Regions from separate parts of the Mus musculus genome. Here region 1 is linked to region 2. A link is a contact called in public ChIA-PET data. All regions are on one chromosome and are shown on one strand. Each heading gives the region's core, a stretch centred on a gene start, on an enhancer-like site or on the middle of the called end of the contact. The rest is flanking DNA. Distances are from core to core; before and after follow the strand shown.

Evidence for each region. ChIA-PET counts read pairs in DNA pulled down with a chosen protein or histone mark.
Region 1: a contact with region 2 is called in an RNA polymerase II ChIA-PET map of memory CD8 T cells, with 23 read pairs. The contact joins the promoter of Sass6 here to the enhancer-like site in region 2. A contact is called at or near these places in 4 of 39 promoter capture datasets (cranial neural crest, liver and second pharyngeal arch cranial neural crest), 1 of 484 Hi-C or Micro-C datasets (B cells), 2 of 115 datasets of contacts at active chromatin or transcription factors (bone marrow-derived macrophages and memory CD8 T cells) and 1 of 9 other capture datasets (adipose tissue).

The regions. Positions count from the first base shown.
Region 1 is chr3:116,593,480-116,598,223 of GRCm38.p6, forward strand. It overlaps Sass6 (SAS-6 centriolar assembly protein), which reads left to right and starts at 1,479. Exons shown (of 17, transcript NM_028349.3): 1 at 1,479-1,699. The coding sequence starts at 1,635. It overlaps Trmt13 (tRNA methyltransferase 13), which reads right to left. Exons shown (of 12, transcript NM_030016.3): 2 at 1,160-2,114. The coding sequence starts at 1,306.
Region 2 is chr3:115,970,670-115,975,113 of GRCm38.p6, forward strand. The region is part of intron 8 of Slc30a7 (solute carrier family 30 (zinc transporter), member 7); the gene reads right to left. Among named protein-coding and RNA genes, the nearest start is that of Mir669n, 7.0 kb to the right of the region's middle. Within about 2 kb of position 1,377, at least 23 of the 459 cell types and tissues checked have an H3K27ac peak or open chromatin away from gene starts, as enhancers often do. A contact at or near this core is called in memory CD8 T cells, where this site is marked.

The sequences.
Region 1 (4,744 bases), core at 229-2,728, 620 kb after region 2:
AAGGTTTGTGAAAATTGAATTTTTAAAAGCAAAATAACGTTTAGTACTAGCCCTACAGCCAAAGCTGACCAAGTATTTACTCTTAATTTTTCTCAATTGTTTATTTCAATTTATTTCAGAATGTTCATGAAGATACGCACACTGAATTTTAGAGAAAGTTAAGGAATTTTCAGTATTAAAAAAAACAACATTATTTCATGTATAGACTTTTAAATTAAATTCCAGTGTGATTCTTTGATGGAGACCAGCTAGTTGGGAGGCTAAGGCAGGAGAATTCCTGGGATCAGATGTTCAAGACCAATATGAGCAATTCAGCAAGATCCCCATCTCAAAAACAGAAAGTTGTCTTTCAAGGGAAATAGTACTCTAACTTTCAAAGCGTAATCACAGAACACACACACACACACACACACACACACACACACATTTTTAAAATCTATTGTTTGAGTTTAGAAACAGTGTATAGCAGGTTAGTAAAATGTTTTCTTTTTTGGTGTAGAGGGTAATGAGGCTTCCTGTGACTTTAGACTTAACTCTCCAGGAAAACACCTTATGAACTTGTAATTATTATTCTGGGACGGAGAAGGAAAAATAAACGTAAAATAACAAACTTCAAAGTTGAAAGCAAAGTTTTTTGTTTTGTTTTGTTTTGTTTTTTTCTTTTTTTTGTCTCTCAACAGACATTAATGTCATAAGACATTTTGGTTGTAAGTGCAAAAGTATTAGTGGCTCCTAATGTATAAAGAACAGGCAAATTACTAATCTACAAGTCTAAACAAACAAACAAAAATTGTTTCTAAGTTTCTTCCCCATGCATTCACAAGTGGTTATCGTTCAAAAACAATAACTATAATTAATTAGAACCCAGTTAATAAAACCTAGTGATCTTTTTCAAGCACTCCTTTATAAAAATAATCACTTCCCCTGAGGATGGGGGACTAGCGGAAGGAAGGATGAGTGTAAGGGTCTCTGAGACAGCAGAGGGAGCTTTTAGTACAAGAAAGCAATGCTCCTCGGGGGCTCCTCGCGGCTCCGAGCGGTGGGCAGAACTGCATTTACTTAAATCCATGGGACGGAAGCAGGAACCTGTCAAAGGGGCGAGACTGGGGTCCAGCACCCACAGACCCGCGACTCCCAGGAAGGGAGGGCGATAGCTGACCTCGGCGGAGCCAGCGTGTTCGCCACAGAACCTTTTCCCCGCGGCCGCCACCATCCTGCAGAAGCGCTTCTTCTTTTCTACGAAGTAGTTGCATCTGCCGTCGATGGGAAATCCGATCGAGGGCGAAGTCGCCGCCGGAGCCTCCATAACGCTGGGTCCTTTTGAAAGCCTGGCTCAGCCCAAAGTTGTCAGTCCCCTTTGGTCCCACTTCCCTTAACAAACGTGGCCGCCTGAGGGGGGTGGGTCCACGGAAATGACGCATCAGCCCGGCTCGGTCGGTGCCCGAACCGGAAAAAGGTGACGGTGGCTGACGAGGTCCAAAGCTCCTTCGTTCCCTCTGTTTATCGTTTCCCTCCTCCTCCGCGGGAGCTGAGCGCCAAACTCAAACTCATCGGGACCGGCTCTTCTTTGCAGCCGGGACCGAAGGCCGGGCCTACTGGGCTTCTTCACCCTCCCGTCGGGGCAGCGGTCCGACATGAGTCAAGTTCTGTTCCAGCAGCTTGTTCCCTTGCTAGTGAAATGCAAAGACTGCGAGGAGAGGTGAGCTCCCGGAGCCGGCGGGTGGCGGTTGGGGTCGCGCCAATGGGGAAGATGGCGGCTGGGTTCCGTGGGGATCGGTCGGTCCGCGGGTGTCGGACTGTCACACCGGGAATCGGGAAGGGACCCTGCGGACTTAATGGATACCTTTGTTTGTGGCCGGGCCGGCCGTTGCGGAGGGGACGCGAGGAAAGGGAATGAGGAAATGGCAAGCCGACTCCTTCACGTCCGTGTTCTGGCCCTCAGCGGGACAGAGCCCAGCCTGTCCTTTCTGGGTGGCAACTCTGATTCTCCCTGTCATTTCCACAAAAGCTTCACGGTGACTTCAGGGAGCTGTCCGCACTAGGATTCAGGTCGCCCGGCCCTTCACTCATGCTCTCCTTTGAAGAACACTGGGGGTGAAGCTTTAGAACTCCATCTAAAAACAAAACAAAACGTTCAGTGACATATTTCGGTTCATCCGCACGTCAGTTTCAATCATTTAACCAACTCCCAAAACTGGAAAAATCAGGAATTCTGTACATTCAAAACATAAGTCAACCCGTAAAGCCCTTCGTCGGACCCCTGGGGATACCTTGATCTTCACAGAGTTTACACTAGGGTATCTTATCGCACAGATGAATGCAAACTTGCCACACTAACCACAGGCGATCTGATTTTTCCCTCTTTTACTAATAACTTTTTAGTTGTTAGTTTCTGTGAACATTACATTTTCTCATTTGCTAAATTGATTTAATATGTCTAGCTGTTCATTTGATTGCAATGAAGACCAGGTGTGAAAATGTTTGTAGAAACTAAACGGTGAAAAAAATGTTGAATTAAAAAACAACAAAAACAAAAAGAAGACACTGATGTATTGAGTCGCTGGACTGTTAAACTGTGGTATGCGATTTAAAATTAGGTCCAGAATCAACCAGCAAAGCAGTCAGAAAAATGGACTTAAAACATCAGCCGTATATAGGAATCTGTAGGTTATTTAATTGTCTTATTGTTTGTTTGATTTTGACAGTTGAAGTGGTGCCCTCACTTAGCATGCTCTACCACTGATGTGTAACCCCCACCCCACCCCAGCCTCTCATTGGTGATTATTTTGTGATGTTTAATATATAGACATGTAGTTATTGAATTCGGGCTAATCCAAACTGATGTCTGTAAGTATAAAATTCATAGATTTTGAAGACCTGCTAGTAACAGAAATGTAAAAAGTCTCAATTTTATGTTGATTATCTGTTGCGGCTTTATTTAGGGTATATTGGGGTCAAATGTATTCAAATTAATTTTTACTTTGAGAGTTATTTTTTTTAAGTAACTTCTAAACAGTTTAAAGTGACACACATGACTCAAGTTTGTGGTGTCCATTTTGTTTCTGTTGGGCAATATGGGCCATTACTTGTGATTCCATGCCTGACACTCTGAACTCTTCTTCGACACATTAAATTGTAATCACAGTTAATCGTGTTAAAACACAACTTCAACTTTAAAAATTACTCAGCCGGGCATGGTGGTGCACGCCTTTGATCCCAGCACTCGGGAGGCAGAGGCAGGCGGATTTCTGATTTCGAGGCCAGCCTGGTCTACAGAGTGAGTTCCAGGACAGCCAGGGCTGTACAGAGAAACCCTGTCTTGGGAAAAAAAAATTACTCTTGTTTAGAAACCCGATATTCCTATCACCCATGGCAAGGCTCAACCAGCTGTTCATAAATCAGATTTTTCTGGAGCACAGCCATCCTTATTTCTTACCCACTGTCTGTGGTTGCATCTGTGCGATGCAGAATCAATGAGCAATTGTATGGGAGTATTGGCTGGAAAATTACTGCGTGGCTTTTATGGTAGATTGTATATATATATATATGTATATATATATATATATATATATATATATATATATATATATTTTTTATGTATATGTATATATATGTGTATATATCTCCTCAGCACTGCAACAGCAACAATAAAGGGGCCGGGCTAGCAGGGTAGCGGAGAGGAACACAACCACACACGATTGTGACAGAGACTCTATAGCAGTGGCTTCTGATCTTCCTGATAATACAGTTCCTTATGTTGTGGTGACCCGCCCAACCATAAAATTATTTTTGTTGCTACTTTGTAACTGTACTTCTAATGTAAATATCTGTTTTTTATGATAGTCTAAGGTGACCCCTGTGAAAAGGTTGTTTGACTCTCATGGGGGACCAGACCTGTAAGTTGAGAACCACTGCTCCATAGTCTTCAAAGTCTAAAATATTCACTCTCTGACCTCCTAGAGAATAATTTTGCTAACCCCTGACCTATAGGAAGAACAACGTAGATTCCTTAGCCAACTATTGAAGAGCAGTTTACCCCAGCAAATACTTGCCTGCTGTGTACCCTAAACTATTCTGGGTACAGAGACCATGAGGTTTCCTTCCTTTCACCTCCGAACAGCAACATCAAAACCAGTCGCCATCTTGGTTCTCAGGGAACGCCCAGACACAGAATTGAGAAGACCCCCTCGGAGAAGCAGCGTAATGCAGGTTCCAGGGTTAGATCTGGAGCCAGATTGCCTGGGTTTAAAGTCCCAGTTCTGCCACTGCCTGGGTGATCTTGGACAGTTTGCTTACTGCGTGCACATTTCTGTGGGTTGAAGCTTTGTCCTTGCAGCATGCTGTCATCAATGCTGTTATCGACTACCACTACACTGTGCCCCCAGCTTACACTTTCACTTGTTTTTTGGTCTCATCTTTAAATTCAGAATAATAGTGCCTACTTCATGGCATTATTATTGAGGATGAGATTATTTAATGCATACAAAGAGCTTAAGATAGTAACTAGTATATGTTAATGATTCCCTACATCGTAGTTATTATTAGTAGTAAGGTGTGACCACATAAGTAGTATAGTAAAGGCATAGTAGAGGGGAAGGCGGTTGGGGAGACGATAGGGTAATTAGCAGGGAACCCTACCTAGAAGGAAGTGGTGCGAGCTTCCAGGATTGGATAACCACGTGTTCTTAAGTTTCGATTCCTAAACTCTCTCTCAGTCATCACACAAGAACTCCGCTCCTCCTGG
Region 2 (4,444 bases), core at 127-2,626:
ACAGGAACTATGATGGAAAACAACCACAGCCTGAAAACCAGGCAAGAGGCCGATAACAGCATTTTGATCCTAAGCGATTTATTCTGGAAGCATCAATAAGGTACTCATAGGTTTAAAAACTTTCTGAAATGTCTACTTAAAAAAATCAGCAGATCAACACTTACCTTGTTATGTGAGTCAACTTTCCATACTATTACAAATACACCGAGCTACCAAACTATAAAGAGAAATGGTTTCTCTGGCTCAGTTGTCACAGGCAGTCATTATTTTCAGGCCCATGGCAGGGCACTTCATGACAGACTAGGAATGACAGTGCAGATTCACTTCATAGAGCCAACAAGCAAACACAAGAGAAGGGGCCAGAGTCTCACTACTTCCTTCGGGGACATACCCCAGTGACCTGAGGACCTTCACCAGGCTGTACCTGGTTCCACCATCTCCCAATTGTGCTCCAATCAAGACCAAGCCTTTACTACACGGGCCTTTCTCCGGGTGACACTTCAGGTCCAGGGCACTTTTTTTTTTCATGTTGTGTATGTGTGTGTGCATGGGTGTGTAGGTATGCAGCTCTATCCATGTGACACCTGACTTTAGGACAGAAGAAACAATACGATGTGTCTGTTGCTGAAAGGGAAACGGATTACTGAGACGCTCACATGGGAAGACCGCACCGCACCGCACAGCACTCGTCTCTTCAGTCTGAATCAGTTTACATCCGTGGCCCAGTACTTCCCTCAGCAGAGAACAAGCCCTTAAAGAGGAGGCAAAGTGACTGACTCCGAACCTACAAACTGCTTGTGTCTTCAGGTACTAATCAGCTGTTTGAAAAACAACATTTCCCCCAGGAAAAACTGCAAGAGGAGTGGGCTCCAGGTGGACTTGTGACATTCACACAGCGTTAACTTCTGACGGTAAGCAACGGCATCAAAGCCACCAATGTTCTTTAAGGGAAACTTAGTGAGCGTCAAGTGAAAACAAACCTCACTCCCGTTCTGTGATCCTAAGAACCAAAACCCCATCTGCCCTCCCTGGCTAGGAAACAACCGTGTCCTCAAGCAGCTAACGCATACTTAACATTGCATACACTAACCATTGAGGGGTATTTATGACCCGTCTCTGTCTCTCCCTCCTGTGTGCATGCATGTGTGTGTGTGCGTGTGTGTGTGCGTGTGTGTGTGTGTGTGTGCGTGTGTGTGTGTGTGTGTGTGTGTGTGTAAGGGAAAATGGGTAAGATTGGAGTTTGCTGAAGTAACCAATTTCTATGGTTTATAGACAAAGGCAAAAACTGACTGAATTAGTGTTCTGTCCTTAGAGTGTAAAAGGTGATCCAGTAAAACCACTGCACGCTTGTTCCACGGTAGCATTACGTCATAGACTCTGTTCTGTCAGCGTTCTCGAGTCAATGCTATTGAATTCTTTCAATATTTGTAGAGATCCTCTCTGCCTGCATCTCCTAACTCAGGTTCTTCATAGGAACCACTAAACACACATGACCAGAGTGAGGGCCTCTTAGCTCCTCGAGGACAGCACAGGCCCAGCACTTTCTAGATGCACCGGTGAGAAATGCTTAGTACCTGTAAATAGGTGCCTTGTGTGCCCCAGAAAGCTAGTTAGAAAATGGTGTTAAATTGACCAGTCACTGTAACTCTGGGGCAACAGTGTCCAATTCGTTCAGTCTCACAAACTGAAAACGTATACAAGCAGGAGATAAAATTCTGAGAGATTGTTTTCTTGTGCCTCACACGGCCCAAAGAATAGTAAACGTAGCCACTTGAAAGGCAAACCACAACGGAAATTGTTAGGGAACGCCTAAAAACATTTCTGAAAAAGATAAAATGCCTACAATCTCTTATATATGACTATATGGAGATAGAGTAGTTTCCTATGTGTGATTTTTGGTCATTATAAAGCACAAATAATTGGAATCAATTATAGTTTGCCAAAGTTGGCGTCCTGGTCAAATCATGAACATCTGAAGAGTGACTTGTCAGTCGCTTTATAGAATGCCACCTGCAGAGCTTGTTTTCGTCATGCATGGCCTTCTAGCTCTTACCTCTAATCACACCCGGTGCTTGTCATTGCTCAACCCTCTAAATCTGCCTTGAAAATGAGTATTTCCCTCAGTATGATAAAAAATAAATGTATTATTTAAAACTTCTTATACAAAACAGGAGGACATTCTTTTATGTACATCTACATGACTGTTTTTGTTTTTCATAAGTACAAAATACAAGAAGGATGAGGACTGGAAGACTTCACAAACAGATAATAGTAATAAAGAAGTCTAGGAGGCTTCAGAAGCTGCCTGAGACAACGCGCACTGCTGTGTCCTCCCGGGTCCTCCCACCGAGCGTGGCGCTGGCTCCCTTTTATTCAAGTGGTGAACACAATCGCACTAAGTCAATGGGATCATTTAGAGCTTGCAGTGACACATCCAATTTCCTCCGCTTTCTACTTCCTTCCAATGCCAGCTTTCTCGTGGGAGGAGAAGGGGGCGACCCACTGTAAACTGCACCCGAGATCCATTTCCGGGAACTAATATTCTCTCTCTGCAGCTTCCACTCCGGCTCCTCACTGAGAAACAAAAGTCACCACAGTACAAACCAGTGTTGCCCAGAAATTCTCACTCCCCATTGCTTGGGGCCAGAAAATGTTGGGAGAAAACCAACTGTGGGAAGTGACCTCCACTGTCAAAGGGAAAACTGAGTCTGTCTAGATGAGAAAGGACAGAGCAGGTTTCCACAACACACTTTACCTGGACAATACGGCACAGAAAACATGGAGAGATTGGAAAGAAAAATGCTTTTTAGTTTTTCTTGCTGTATAACCCAGGCTGGTCTCAGAGTGGAAGTCTGCTCCCTCAGCCTCCCAGGTGCTAGGACCATGGCGCCTGTCACCATGCCCAGAGTCTACAGGCTCAATAATATACCAGAAGGTCAGTCTTGTGAGTGGAGTGGAACCCCATCTATGCCCCTACTGATGAGCATGGCGTTCCTTATAAAAGCACAGGTTTTACAGGAAAGGCAATACTGAGTTGGTACTTGAGATAAGGTTTAAGATTTCTCAGGTAGACTTATGGGAGATGGGGGCAGGGGGCTGGCTCCTCACTTTTCTTTCTACTTTTACCTCACTGTTCACTCCAATGCACACACACCTCCCAACCGTTTGAGTATCAGAGGCACATTCTTGGTCAATGAAGAGCTGAGCACTTGGCCTTTTTTGATCTGCCACCTCTATCGCTTTCTCTCTTTACTCCTGGTTTAGGTATCCATGTAGAGCACCCATCCTTTAGTCACTATACAATGCTCTTTTCTTCCACCTCACTGATTATAACTCAGACCTTAGATGTCAATTTTAAGCATATCACATCTATTTTTATTTTATGTGTATGAGTGCCCTACCTGCATACCTGCATGTAAGCACCTGAGTGTGTGTGTGTGTGTGTGTGTGTGTGTGTGTGTGTGCGCACGCGCATGTGTGTGCAGAGTATAATTTGTGCTGGCTAACAACTCCTAAGCAGGGGGCTCATCAGTTAATTTCCCTCTCTTATAATCCCTGCCTTGCTCCCTGTCACAGTAGCACTCATCTGGCAAGACTGCACATCTAGTAAACCCAATTCTTTTTACCACTGTATAACATTTACCAAGCAGCTAAGCAAGACACGAGGAAACACACACCCATATTAGTTGTTTTTATACTAAACTCATGACCACAAACCTCAAAGTGGGTCCTGGGTGCTGCCCGGCAATCATGCTTTCCACTTTACAGTGAAAGGCTCTGAAGGGGGTTGACTGCGGCTCTGCCCCCTCCCCCGACTGTCTCTCGATGCTCTTTGACCAGGTTTTCCTTCTCACCACCCTCCCCAGTGTCTGCTGTAAGTGACCAATCATCGAAGAGCATTTGCTGGGTTGTTCATTCCTTCCTGTTGGAGAGCTTTCTTTGGAGGGCCTCAAGTGTGTTCATGGCTCTCCTGTCTTGCTGCACCGTGCTGTGCGTGTCCTATTATCTCCTCTGATACCTATATGCTTTACTGACTCCCCAGTGGGGGTAAGGGATTGGCTATGTGATCAACCCAGCCCAGTAGGTACCACAGGGTTTGCTGAATGAATGACCTTCAGATACACTGTAGTTATTCACTGTCTCAAAGAGGTAAGATTTTAATAGCTGCATCATACATTTCAATAACTAATTGTATTATAATCAGATTGCCTCCATTTCTCAATATGTCAAGTATACGGAAACTAAAGGGTTTTGGGAATTGAACAGTAGGTCATAAGAATAAAAAGGAGTTGCACTTATGATAACTGACTGAGGCTGCTCAATGTACCATATTAAAAAGGGAGCTGCGGCTAAGCCAGTTTCTGCAGGACAGAGCCACAGACTATGGGATACTTCCAAGGAGAAGGAAGGAGTGGCGAGGTGGCACTGCGTCAGCTGACCGCTA